2 separate regions of the Mus musculus genome follow, and region 2 is linked to region 1. A link is a contact called in public HiChIP or PLAC-seq data. All regions are on one chromosome and are shown on one strand. Each heading gives the region's core, a stretch centred on a gene start, on an enhancer-like site or on the middle of the called end of the contact. The rest is flanking DNA. Distances are from core to core; before and after follow the strand shown.

Evidence for each region. HiChIP or PLAC-seq counts read pairs in DNA pulled down with a chosen protein or histone mark.
Region 2: an H3K27ac HiChIP or PLAC-seq map of embryonic stem cells shows a contact between it and region 1, with 5 times the contacts expected there. The contact joins two enhancer-like sites. A contact is called at or near these places in 1 of 115 datasets of contacts at active chromatin or transcription factors (embryonic stem cells) and 1 of 9 other capture datasets (embryonic stem cells).

What each region holds. Positions count from the first base shown.
Region 1 is chr8:85,529,947-85,537,250 of GRCm38.p6, reverse strand. No RefSeq gene overlaps it. Among named protein-coding and RNA genes, the nearest start is that of Dnaja2, 22 kb to the left of the region's middle. Within about 2 kb of position 4,255, at least 56 of the 459 cell types and tissues checked have an H3K27ac peak or open chromatin away from gene starts, as enhancers often do. A contact at or near this core is called in embryonic stem cells, where this site is marked.
Region 2 is chr8:86,834,339-86,841,373 of GRCm38.p6, reverse strand. N4bp1 (NEDD4 binding protein 1) reads left to right here. Exons shown (of 7, transcript NM_030563.2): 7 at 1-235. Among named protein-coding and RNA genes, the nearest start is that of Gm39215, 12 kb to the right of the region's middle. Within about 2 kb of position 1,368, at least 20 of the 459 cell types and tissues checked have an H3K27ac peak or open chromatin away from gene starts, as enhancers often do. A contact at or near this core is called in embryonic stem cells, where this site is marked.

The sequences.
Region 1 (7,304 bases), core at 3,006-5,505:
TATTTCATTTTCTCTCCAACCCTTTATGCAGTCACTCTTTCTGTTTAGACACACTGCACACTGCTCTAAAAATGTGTCTTTGAGTTTTATTCTTACCCATCATATAGAACTTTTTTTTCAACCAAACATTCAGTATATAAGTATGCCACAGGTTTTATTCACTTCCTAGTGGACATATGGAATACACCATTCAGTCTGTAACTATGAACTCAAGCAAGTTATGTGTGGGATAAATTCAGTTAGGTCCATACCCAAAAGTAAAATTGAGTTGTAAGACCATCTAAGGAACTGCCAAAGTGGCTCGACCTTTTTTTTTTTTTTTTTTTTTTTTTAATTGACGTTCTGCCTCCACATACGAGGAGTGAGGGTGTCAGATCCCCTGAAAGTGGAATTACAGTTGTTGTGAGCTGCCATGTGGGTGCTGGGATTTGAACTCCTGTCCTTTGGGTGAGTAGCTGGTGCTCTTCACTACTGAACCATCTCTCTAACCCCCAAGGCTTCACCCACTTACCATCCAGCACTGCAAGGACAGTTTTCATCTGACCCAGCCTTTGGTTACAGCCTCTCCCATGGATAGAAAGCAGTTTTGATTTGTGTTTCCCTGATGACTAATGTTCATGTATCCTTTCATATGTTTAATTGGCTATTTATGTATCTGAGGCACTTTATCCTTTTCCATGTTCCAGAACCCTGCATAGTCATCTCATCGTCATCTGCATGAAGCGCCTGTTGCTCTGATGATAGTGGTAACTTCCTTCTTTTTCAGGGCTTTAGACACATGAGAAATACTTGTTTTGAGACAAAAGATTTGCTGTTGTATTCTAGGCTGCCTTTGAAGAATTCAGGGCAATTCAATTAGCTCAGCCTAGAAATGCACCAGCCCTGATTCCAGTTTCTTACCCTTCATTTCAACAATTCCTTCTGAAGTATATACTTGGGCTCCTACTCTCCTCGGATTGTTCTATATGTTTATACTATAGTTAGGTCCATAGGTTGCTCCAGTTCTGGAGGGTAGGCCTTGTGCATAGCTGCTCCTTAGATCTCCACTCTCCCCTCCCCTGTGAACTGGGCAGCTCATGACTCAGTAGACATTTGTTCAACCAACCAACCAAAAATACACCAAAGAAAATCTAATAATGCAGTATAGTATCAGTTAGTTAGTTAGGTTCTTGATGAGAAATGTGAACCAACTTATGAAGGTATGTACCTTTCTTTTTTTTTTTTTTTTTTTTTTTGGTGGGGGGGTTGGTTGTTTTTCGAGACAGGGTTTCTCTTTATAGCCCTGGCTGTCCTGGAACTCACTTTGTAGACCACGCTGGTCTCAAACTCAGAAATCTGCCTGCCTCTGCCTCCCAATTGCTGGGATTAAAGGTGTGCGCCACCACTGCCCAGTGGTATGTACCTTTCTTACAGCTAAAATGGAACACAGGTAGCCCCAGAATTGAGGAATAGATTGGTAAAATCTTGACCCTGGCTTTCTGATTAACCTTCCACTGCTGTACCTTTGTGTTTATCTATGTGAAAGAACTCCCCTTCCTCTTTTGGTGTCTACAGTCCCTTTATGAAGCAGGAATCAGTGTATCGAGGGGTCTGTGAAGGTGCTGAATCCGGGTGCATTCTATAAAGAGGATTTGGTTAGAGGAATGAAGTCTATGCTTCGGTAGCAAGCCACTTCTCATCTGCCTCAGAAAATCTCTCTTGGTTCTGTGGTGGCCTCAGGATGATACTGTAACCCATCTGACAGAAATGACAGCTTTTGCCTCGATCTGAGGAAACAATAGATCCCCAAAGAAACGGGAATTTCCTTAGAAATTTGATGCTGAGGGAAGGAAAGGGTGCCAGGTGGAGTGTGTTTCCTGGAAAGAGATTTCACACAGTTCTACAGCCTGTCAGTCCCTTGACAGGATAAGACTGAAGCCCAGACAATGGGCCAGTTGTGGGCACAACCATACCTTGACTGGAACTGCTTAGATGTGTGTATCCTTGGCCCCCTTTTATTTTTTTTTAAAGATTTATTTATTATTATAAATAAGCACACTGGAGCTGTCTTCAGGCTTACTAGAAAAGGGTGTCAGATCTCATTAAAGGTGGTTGTCAGCCACCATGTGGTTGCTGGGATTTGAACTCAGGACCTTCGGAAGAGCAATCGGTGCTCTTACCCGCTGAACCATCTCTCCAGCCCTCCTTGGCCCTTTTTTGTTTGTTTGTTTTTCGAAACAAGGTTTCTCTGTGTAGCCCTGGCTGTCCTGGAACTCACTCTGTAGACCAGGCTGGCCTCGAACTCAGAAATCTTCCTGCCTCTGCCTCCTCTAAGTGCTGGGATTGAAGGTGTGCGCCACCACGCCCGGCCCTTGGCCCTTTTTTAAACTTTTAATTTTACTTACGGACCCTGAAGATGGACTTCAGGAGCTTGCTGAATCTCTTCATCCCATTCCCAATGTGACTACATTGGATACTTTTCTGCTTTCCACTTGGGCTCTCTCTATTGGCATATTGAGGATAAGTAGCCAGACTTAACTTGGGGCACAAGTAACCACCAAATTCCATAGTGTAGCTTCACACTAAAGGGATTTTTTTCACAACTCAGCAGCTTCCTTTCTTGGCACATCCTTAGGTAGGATAATATTTTGCAAGACTTAACCATAGCCACCACCACTGTCATCACCAACTGGTTTGGTGACAGTAGCACAAACAAGTTTCTCTTCAACTTGGAAGCTGGCTGAGTCTGTCCAGTCTGTGCAAGGGCTGCCTATCTGCTCATTCCACCTAACCAAGCAGTGGCCTTGCCCATTGTGATGGTGAGTCCAGTTGTCCACATGATAGGATCTTAAATAACTTAAGAAACATGTCTCATGGCCAGCATGTGTGTGGGGGCAGTTCTGGAAGGAATTAAAGGAAGAAGCTGTTTCTCCAGACAGGCAGCACCCTCCAGCAGTTGGCCTAGATTTAAAGAGGGCCAGAAAACCAGTGTTGCTTGTCTGCCTGCCTTTGCTTCTTGCTAAGTGGGTGTATTAATCCCATTGCTGCCCGACTGCCACTACCCTTAAGTGACATTGGAATCCAGCTTCAGACTGAGCTTAGGATCTGCAGGTCTTCAGTGCCAGATTGGGACTGCTGAAGTGTCCAGCACTCTGGTCTGAGGGGCTACTGTGCTCTTGGCTTTCCTCAGCATGCAGTTGGCCACTGTTGGCCTATTCAGCTCCTATTATGCAAGCCAGTCTAATACAATTTGCTCACATATCAGTTCCTCTCCTGGATGGACACTCAATGCACACACTGCTCTTGTGCTTCCCAGCTCAGCTGTATAGTTAGTTCTAACCGCACCATGCGTACGAGGTGTGGCTCCACATTTCCAGTCCCCAGTGTATAGCTTACTGGCTTTTTCACTTGCCATCTTTCTAGCTCTTCCTTACGTTTGTAAATTATTGTTTGATGTGTATGGGTGTTTATTCTGAATATCTGCCTGTGTTCTCTGACCATGCCTGGTGACTGTGTAGAAGCCAAAAGAGAGTGTTGGTTCCCCTGAAACTGGTCATGGAACTCAGTGGCAGAGCATTTGCCTTGTATGAGTAAGTCACTGGATTTGACCTGTAGTACCAAACACCCACAAATTCCTAGTGTACACAACACTGGCAATCCAAATGTTGACAGAAGTGCTTCGTGCTATTTGATTTAAATCTTAGATGTGGAGGATCTGAAATAATGACCTGAAAACAAATTCAGAAAGAACAGTCTAGCCCTGTAATGCAGGACTGGGAGGCAAACCGAAGCTTCTCTTTTCTATGGCCTTGAACTTTCCAAGATCATCCTGCCTTTGCTTTTGAATGCTGGGATTATAAGTTTTAGGCAAGACGTGAGTTACAATGCTTGGCCTTTTTTTTCCCCAGATGAGTTTTTGCTGTATTGCCCAAGCTGATCTCGGATGGCTCCTTGCCGGCAGGTTCAGGCTAGAGGAGAGAGGTCCAGATCCCTCCAGGGTCTCACCTGGGCTAAGTGGGATGGTGAGTGCCAATGGCCCAAAAGAAACACACCCAGGCCGGAGTCTGTCAAAGAAGGAACTCAACTTTATGGCATCAGCCTCTCGCTGATGTAAGTTCAGAACATAGGGAAGGGGATTTTTGGTCGGGTAAGATGATGTAGGAGGTGGGGAGGGGTGATGAAGGTTATGGAATGAATGACAGGTTATAGAATGACTGACAGGACCAATGGCAAAGCTCTACATCAGCAATGGCGGGGCAGAGGCAGGGCTAAACAGGTCTTGCTGAGTCACCCTGATACAGTAGTGACTGAGACAGGTCTCAAAACTGAGCCAGGCTGGGGTTTGTCCTCAAGGCCCAAACCAGGGCCAAAATGGGGCCAAACAGATCTCCAATGCCTAGAATCAAGTGATTCTCCCACTTCATCCTGGGATTAATCTCTTGTGCCATCATGCCTGGCTCTCAGATATGTTAAAAACGAATACAATCCTGTAGTGCTGGACACCAGCAAGTTTTTTATAACCTTTTTTTTTCTTTCTAAACCATCAAGGCTCTTAAGATGATATTATTTGGCTTCTCAAACAAGTAATGATTTGCACTTAAGTATAATTTTTAAATATAGAAAGCTGTGCTATAACTCACAATAGAACCAAACCCATAAAATGGGAATCTGTATTTAATGGCATCTACTTAGGATAAACGAGGACACTGGATGCAGAATTTATAACTTGGACAAAGATTGAAGTAAGTCATGGAAGGTCCAGAAACCAATGGCCAATTCCAGATCACTGATATTCAAAAACATTTCGGCTCTTTTACTGTCTCACAGGTGGAGTGGATTGTGTAATGACCAAACATAAAGGCAGTGCTTTGTTGGTCTTACACTTCAACCTGGAGACCTAAAAATCTCCAGCTGTGAAAGCAAGATAAACAGATACTAAGATATCAGCCCACATCACACACCTGAAGCTGATGTCAGCCCATTATTTGCTAGTCAATTTGTACAAGAAATTATGAGCATGGTACAGGGGTACAGGATGCATTCAGTCAAGCACAGTGCTGTGTAGATAGCTGAGAAAATATAGGTACTTATTAGTGAGATAGCCACGTAAAAGCCCAGTACCGACCTTATGTGCCAAACCTGATACCACCAGGAGCTGGGTTCCTCTGTGCACCACTAGCTGTAGCTGGAATCTTTAAATTGTGGCCTTTTCAAGGGCATCTAAAGATTAATTCTACAGAATACATCAGGAAAACTGAGCTATTCCTTCTGAAGGTAGAACTTGCCCTGGTCCCAAATATTTTGATTCCCGACATCTCCAAACAACTCTTTAAGAAGAGCATGGTAGGACAAAATACTCCCATTCTTTTATCACCCATTGGTCCAGAAAGATATATCTTATAGCTGGAACTTCAAAGTCTAGGTCCCCGGGTATGTGGTTTGAATGAGATCTCTTCCCATGAGCCTTGGGCAGCTGAATACTTGGCCACCAAGTTGGTAGCTAGTTATGGAAGATGAGTTGTGGCTTTGCTGGAGGAAGTATATCACTGGAGGTAGACTTCTTTCAAAGGACTCTTCCCCTTTTAAGTTAGCCATCTCTGCTTCCTGTTTGTGGTTAGAGATGTGTACCCAGCTACTGCTCCAGCCAGTATGCCTGCTTCTCATTCCTCTGGAACCATAAACATTATATAACCCTCCCTTCTGCAAGCTGGCTTGGTTTCTCACGGTGACAGAAGAGTAAAGACAGCTACTTCAGTCACAACCTGGATCATCAGCCCTCGAGTGATGATGTCTAAACCAGTTCACTGTGAAAGCCCTAGTACAGAAACAAGCTTCTTCCCATAGAAGAAAGGAGATCCAACTAACGTTCAGATTCTCGTCAAGGCTTTAGGGACAGAGAAGCAAACTCTACTGGCCACACTCCTGTCATTTCTTCAGAGACCTACATCTGTCTCAAATACATTCACAGCTTCCTTATCTTTTCTTATATTTATTTATTTATTTTGGTTTTTTTGAGGCAGGGTTTCTCTGTGTAGCCCTGGCTGTCCTGGAACTCACTCTGTAGACTAGGCTGGCCTCTTCCTTCCAAGGATGTGGCTAAAGGGATGAGGTCCCACTTCATGGCTATTGAGATAGAGTGTTGCTACATAGCATTCACTGGCTGGAACTTGCTATGTAGACCAGGCTGGCTTCAAATTCAGAGATTTGCCGGCCTCTGTCTCCTGAGTGCTGAGATTAAGGGTGTGCACCACCACATGGCCCTGCACTTACTTGCTCCATGGTGTGCATGTGGAACTCAGAAGATAACCTGTAGCAGTCAGTACAGTCTCTTTCTACCATATAGGTTCCAGGAACCAAACCAACATCTTCAGGCTTCATGGTAAGTCATCTGGACAGCTGCCAATGTTACATATTTTTATCTGACCAAGACATTCTACAGCATGAGTCTATCATGTTCCAGTGATTAATGCTTTGTTAGTATTAATCCATACACACTCTAAGATATCTTATAAACCCAGTGACTAAAAACATACCATACATAACAGTGTGGAACCCATCTGAAGACATTATATTGAATCATTGGAAATCCAAGGGTCTGGAGCTGGGTATGGTACACACCCTGTAATGTACCAGGGAAGAAGAGGCAGAAGAGTCGGGACTACAAGTCCATGCGCCTCATACTCAGTGCTGTGGTCAATCCTGAACGACAATTAGTAGGACTTAGAAGCACCATGACAGCAAGTATTTGGTCATATACGTGTTTAATCTTTGTTAGGTTATTTGCGAGAGGAAGACACACCCTTAATGTGGGACATAACATTCTGTGGTCTGAGGTCCCATAATGAATAAAAAGGAGAAAGTGGGCTCAATACAAGCACTCATCAGGGTGGACAGTTCCCTCAAGGCCTTGCTGCCACGACTCCCTGCTACCTTGGACTGTGTGCCCTCAAACTGTGAGCCCAAATAAACTCTTTCTTCCTTTCTCAAGGTGTTTTATCATGGCAAACAGGAAAAAAGAATACTAAAAAAAAAAAAAAAAAAAAAGACTGTCATGAAGTGGGGCTGTTGCCATGATAAACCCAACCATATAGTTCTTACCTGTTTGGAACTGGTTTGTTGGAGGAACATGGAAGAGTTTTGAAACTTTGGGCTAGAAAAGCCTTTGAGTACTACAGGCATAGTTTAGTGGGTCATGCCCGTGGGAACCTGGAGAATAATTCTGAGAGCAATGGGGACAGCAGAGGCCTGGTTCACAAGGTTCCCAGTGAAGAGCCAGTGGGACCATTCATGGGATATTCTGGGAAATAGTCCGCCTGTGTCATAAG
Region 2 (7,035 bases), core at 119-2,618, 1.3 Mb before region 1:
TTGTGTTCAGAGCAGAAGCAGCTCTATGCTATTCTGTGGCCCCATGGCAATTTGGTGTCTTGCTTCTGGCTCTTACCACTCTGGCCGGTGTAGCTGCAGCCAACTGTGTACTGTGTTGCCTCCCTCTAGACTGTGAGCTCCTCGTGGGCAGGGACCATATGGTCACTCTGTATCTCTTGTGGCACCTAAAAGTGCCTTGCACTTGGTAGGTGCTCAATAAATGTCTGTTCAAGTGAGAGCTGGAGGGTGGTGCTTTCTTGACTGCGGCTTTGGCAAGAGGTCCCTGGAGGATCTATGGTGATCGTGTTCAGAGACGGGACCCACCTTTGTTCAATTTGGGGGTGGGTCCAATTGCCTGGCTCGATCTGTCCCCCTTTGGAGGTGGGGGTGGGAGGAATTCAGCACATACCATCCTGGACAGAGTTGCCTAGCCCTGGAATCCTGACCAGATGGAACCATCCCGAGCAGTCAGTTGGCCCAAGCCTCTCCTGACAGCCTTCCTTGGGATTTTCCCCATTGCTAGTTGGAGCCGAGGGGTGATCCATAGCAGCCTTTGGCACCGTTTTCTACCATGGGGAAGATGCATGGTCAAGAGACTCCTGGCCCTGAGGTTCTGAGCTCCCCTTGTCAAGGAAGCGCTTTCTCACATGTCACCAGGCCCAGGATTCTCTGTTGCTGAAGCAGTTTCATGTTGGAATTAATCCCTTGAGATCACGTGTGTGCTCCTAGTGAAGCGCCTCACTGTCCTTAGCAAAGCATGGCAGGCTCAGCTGATGTAAGACATCCAGCGTAATGTCCAGGGAGGGCCCGAAGATGTGTGCGAGCAGCACAACAGGAGTGCGCCAACATGCAGCTCTGTGTGTCCTGCTTGAGTGAGCCCCGCCCCCACCAACTTCCCTAGTGCCCCTCCCCTCCTCTATCTTAGGAGGCTTCCTCCACTGCCCTATGTGCTGTGGGAGGAGGCCTGGAGCACATTATGTCATTGGGTTGGGGGTTGGGTTGGGTTGGGTTGGGTGGGGTGGGGTTGGGTTGAGTTCCCAAACACACGATCCTCCCACCTCTGTGTCAGCCTCCTAAGTACAGGGATTACAGGTGAGTGCCGCCATGCCCAGCAGGTTTTGGTTGGTTGGTTGGTTGGTTGGTTTTTAGACCCTCTCGGTCTATAGTCCAGGCTAGCCTTGAACTTATGGTAGTCCTCCTGCCTCAGCCTCCCAAGTGCTGGGGTTACAGGTGAGGGCTACCATGCTTCGCCGGTCTTCTAAAAACAGTTCAGGTTTCTATTCTCTAGACACCTGGTGCTGCCAAGGCCGGGGGTGACTTCTTGGGAAAGCTAAGCCAGAGTCCTACAGCCAGTGCCAGAGACGTGGCCCAGGGGCTGGAATTGACACTCCTGCTTCCTGTTTGGTGGGTTTTGCTGCAAATCACAGAACTCTACACCGTAGCCAGCAGCTTCTAGGATTTTGCTTGCCATCTCTCTCCAGGTTTACAGCTAGCCCTGCTTATCCACACAGTCTGGATTCAGACCCAGCAAAGGGAATCAGGCCTGCACTGGTCGGCCACCTGTCTGACTCCTGGATCAGTCTCAAGTTGCAGTAACTAAACAGGCTGCACGAAGAAGGGTCCTCCTGAGTGGCCTACAGGGCTATAGCAGCAGGTCACTTTACCTGTTCTCTGAGTCCCTTCTACCCAAAACAAACCACAGAGACAGTGCTGGAGGGAAGGAACGAGGCAGTTAGAATGGCCCTGTTGTGAATATGTGGACCCTGGTCTGACACACCTAGTGCTGTGTGACCTTGAGAAAGTTCCTCAGCCTCTCAAGTCTCTGGAAGGAAGGCTTGATGACATGGATACTGCCCCCACAGATCCCAGCATGCCCTCAGAGCTGAACATTGCCCTACTGGAGTGTTGCTGCAAGCTATCGCAGCTGTGCATACCTGAAATCCTGGCACTTGGGCAGCTGGGACAAGGGAGCTGCCGCAAGTTTGAGGCCAGACTGGAATATAAAGTGAGATTCTGTCAGAAGAGGTGGGAAGGAGACAGCACTGCAGTCAGGACTGGGTGTCAAGCTTGAAGCTGGCTCTCAGCACCTGCTGTGGCTGGCTGCCATTGACTCATCCTGATCCCTGTCCCCACCACTGTGTCCTCACATTCTGGAAGAAATGACTAGTCACATCTAGGGCAATTTCTGAAGAAAGAAACAAGGGAAGGGTACAGTTGGGTCTGTTCACTAAACTCATTCATTACCTTACCTAGCCATCGACCACAGTGTGTATTGATCCTGCTGGCTCTGGATGTCCACAACCACCAGCAATCTGATAAGCAGGGCGGTTTGAATAGGTTTGGCCTTCGTAGACTCATGTATTTGAATGCTTGGTCCATAGGGAGTGGCACTATTAGGAGGTGTGATTTTCTGCGGAAAGTATGTCACCGTAGGTGTGGGCTTTGAGGTCTGTGCTCAGGCTCCACCCCATGTAGAATCTAGTCTCCTGGCTGCCTTCAAACCAAGATGTAGAACTCTCAGCTCCTCCTCCAGCACCATGTCTGCCTGCATGCCACCATGCTTCCTGCAATGATGATAGTGAACCAAACCTCTGAAACTGTAAGCCAGCCCCAATTCAATGTTGTCCTTTATAAGAGTTGCCATGGTCATGGTGTCTCCTCACAGCAATGGAACCCTAACTAAGACAAAGGTGCTGGAGAAGGAGTTGAGAGTTCTTTATCTTGATCAGAAAGCATCCAGAAGGTTCAAAGAGCTCAGAAGCTCCAAAGCTGGAAAGATAGGGGAAAAGACCTGGCTATGGCCTGCTTTTCTTCTTCAGGTAGAGGCCTATGGAAAGTCAGTGATCTCCAAGCTCTGCTCTTTGGCAAGCCCTTGCTGGTCCTCTGTTCTGCACCTCAGAGACACCTGATGAAGAACTAAGAGCATGACCTCAGTTTCCAGCCAAGCCACTCCACTGCAGTAGCTGTTGAGGGGTAGTACTGGTGTAGCTTCTCCAACGTTCACTGCTGAGTTCCAGGGATGTATTCTCAGTGGCTTGGCCTGTCAATAATATGTGGTGGCCCAAGGGTGCCTTGGACCAGATAACAGGGATATCAGGGGAGATGGGTTATCGCCCCTGCAGGGTTTCATGTGTGCATTGCATGGTTAGTCAGGATGAAGCCATTCCTCTATGGTAGGAAGAATGTGTGCTTCCTGTTTGTGAGAGGTCTGAAGTGAAGCTAGGGGTAGAGCAGCTACCTGTTGGATAGCATGCAGAAGAACTTGGGACCCATGCCCAACTAACAATCTATCATCTATCTGTCTACATACATACATACATACATACATATCTCACACACACAGAGCAAATGAATGGGGGGGGGCAAAGATTGACTACTGATCATGGCATAAGATGTAGCCTCTCTTAAAGAGTCCCCTAATCACTCTATATACTTGGTCAGCCTGCTGAAAAGAAAGAAAAAGAAAGGAAAGAAAGAAAGAAAGAAAGAAAGAAAGAAAGAAAGAAAGAAAGAAAGAAAGAAAGAGGAAGGAAGGAAGGGAGAGAGAGAGAGAGAGAGAGAGAGAGAGAGAGAGAGAGAGAGAGAGAAAGAAAAAGAAAGAAAGAAAGAAAAGAGAGAAAAGGAAGGAAGGAAGAAAGAGAGGGGAAGAAAGAAGAGAAGAAAAGAAAGAGGGAAGAAAGAGAGGGAGGGAGAGAGAAAGGGAGAAAGGAAAGGAAGGAAAAAAAGAAAGAAAGGGAAGACGAGGAAAGAAGGAAAGGGAAGAAGAGGAAAGAAGGAAAGACAAGACAAAAACCACTGTCATTTTACCTCTCAAAGCTCAAATATCACAGTTTAGCAAATTTCTCTTTGCTAAACTGTGGTCACATAACTGACATACAGGAAAGAAAACAGATCATAATCACATGGCTTGCCAAATTATCAAAAAGCAACATTCTACATCAGTGACACCCAGAGGAAAAGACTGTGTCAGTGCCAGAGTCCCCTTCACCTCTCAGTCCTCACTTCTACCATGATACCCACAGCCTGGACTTTTTTTTTTTTTTTTTTTTTTTTTTGGTTTTTCAAGACAGGGTTTCTCTGTATAGTCCTAGACCAGGCTGGCCTCGAACTCAGAAATCTGCCTACCTCTGCCTCCCAAGTGCTGGGATTAAAGGTGTGCACCACCACGCCCTGCTTCAGCCTGGACTTCTAACAGCCTTTAAAAAAAGTCTTTTCTGGAAGCTGGAGAGATGGCTCAGTGGTTAAGAGCACTGACTGCTCTTCCAGAGGTCCTGAGTTCAATTCCCAGCAACCACATAGTAGCTCACAACCATCTGTAATGCAGATATGATGCCCTCTTCTGGTGTGTCTGAAGACAGTGACAATGTAATCACATACATGAAATAAATAGTCTTTAAAAAGTCTTTTCTGGAGCTGGGTGGTAGTGGTGCAAGCCTTTGATCCCAGCACTCGGGAGACAGAGGCAGGCAGATCTCAGTGAGTTTGAGGTCAGTCTGGTTTACAGAGTGAGGTCTAGGACAAACAATGGCTACATAGAGAAACCCAGTCTTGAAAAAATTCAAAAATAAAGACAATGGTCTTTTCTAGCTCCTTCTGCACATGGCTGACCAGGACCCTAAAATGGGAATCAGGCAGAGTACAATCAAGGCAGACCACAAGTCCCCTGTGTGGAACTCTGTGGCCACGTAGGACTTTCCTTCCCAGGGACTGGACTTCTCACCTGGGCAGCCCCGAGAGGGAACTCCTAAGAGCCCATCTACTGAAAAGCAACACTACAGCTTCCCAAGAAAACATATATTGTATGAGAGGTTAGAGTCTTGTGCCATCAGGTAGACCAGAGAGAATGAAGAAAAAGAAGGCTGTATTGTGGCTATGATGCACACCCCACCCCACCCCACCCACACATACATACAGCGCTTAATATTTTTAACTTGGAATTTTAAGGATTTGTGTTCAGCAAGTCTACACTCCAGGTCCCTTCACAGTGCCCTCTCCGAGCCCCAGCCAGCAAGCTTGCTCTTCCTCTGTCCTCCCAGGCTCTGTAATTGCCACCATCTGTCCAGAGCAGAAATTCCGGAGCCCAGAGGTGCCTGAGGTTCACTGAAGAATGACTAGGTGACCAATAGTAGCAATGGCTGCCTGTCATCCACAAGACATCTCCTCTTTGGTCAAGGACACCCAATACTGGCCCCAGCTCAGCTCTGGCTTCCTATGGGCTCATTCTTCCCCAGTGTGTGTCACCTCAGAATGTGACACATATGTAAGTGACCACACTGCTGCTGGACTGGGTGGCTATGGGCCCCCAGGGCATTCAGGACAGGCACAGGGGCACAGGGACACATGGCTAAGTGTAGTGTACAAGGCATGTTCTTATGGGCAGTGGCTTTGGCCACCCACTTAGCCAGTACCTCTTTGCTTTCTGATGGCAGCAAGCAGCCAATAGATATAAGATGTGTCTGTGATAAACTTGGTTGCTAGCTGCTGGAGTTGATACGCTCTCAACCTGGCTGAGGGCAGAGCAGATTTCTACAGAGGACTCAGAAACAGGCCCAGCACTGGGTGGACTGTGGTTTTCAGGTGCCTGGCCATTGAAGAGGCTAGTCTAGAGCCCAGTGGTAGCTCCCACCCTGTTAGGGCCTCACAGAACTGAGTACAAGCCCCCACCCTGGGCAAAGGTTCCAACCCAGGAATGGGGGAAAGGAGCCAATCTCTGAAAACTGCTACTCTCTAGTCTGATTGGAAGAATCTCTTCTTGCCCAGAGCAGAGAAGGCCAATAGAAGGAATAAACCCAGGAGTCCATACAGAACAGAAGTGATCCACATCTGCCCTTGACCCAGCTGTTCTAGTCCTTGGTGAAAAGAAGGTAGGAGAAAGAAGACGTGTAGAGGAATGTTCTTAGCAGTCAGAGCAACTCATGGTCCCAGCAGGTTGGTGAAGGGTTACACTAACTCTGGACCATGCACAATGGATGCAGAAGCAGGAGAATCTTGTGTTGGGACCCAGTTTGAGCTATAGAGTGAGCCCCTGTCTGAAACCCAACCACCCTCAAAAGCAGAAACAACCAAGGAAGACTTAAATTCTCTGGTTTCCAAATGGTCTGAAAGCGGTCATCCGGGCTCATCTTGGTTAACAGACAGACATACAGGCCATCGGAGTAGGAACGGGTGCACATTGTTCTTGTTCATAGTTTTGTTTTGTTTTTCTGAGTGCTCAGACTGGTCAGTGGAAAAAAGATATTTTCAGCACGTGGTGAACCCCCAAGGCAAGGAGCTATAAATGGATGGCAACCTGATGGTTCACACGCTGAGTGTGAGTGGGTCTTGTGGTAGGGATATCACTCCCAAGGGCATATTACATCATGCCCTAAGCAGCTGCTGCAGACTCTCTTTGCTGGCTGATAAGGAAGCTGGTGTATGTGGGAAGCTCATGAAAGAAGGGTCTGTCAGGAATCTGTAGACATGGAGGGTGGCTTGTGACCAGCCGGGAACCTTCCTCTTACCACTGCAGGGAAGTGGATTCTTTGTTGGTGTCTTAGAGTTTTATTGTTGTGAAGAGACACCATGACCATGGCAACTCTTATAAAGGAAGATATTCTGTTCAAGCTCCACTCCCCTGGGATCGCCCAAGGTCACAACTGATGGATCCTGACAGGAATGGCTGGGAGTGAATGAGACCTCCCACAGTGGTGACTATGGCAAGAACAGTCTCTCAGGAGACAGCTTCAGTGAGACAGTTCATTTGGGGGTGGGGGGGGGAACACTATTAAAACCTTTAGGGGGTAGCGGCTCATGGATGAGTGTACATCATTGGCTGGGGCCAGAGTGCTGGGGACACCTCATTTGCATAAGGGGAGAGGAAGTTTAACCTGGATACTGGGCTAAGTGACCTCCATGGGGTGGAGGTGAGGGCACAGGGCTATGTGCACAGGGAGTACACAGGTCTGGGGCAGAGGGGGAATTGATCCACAGGATGAGATTTCTGTGGTTCGGACATGTCTCTACCCTACTCTTGCTCCAGGCCTGTTCCCCGTGGCT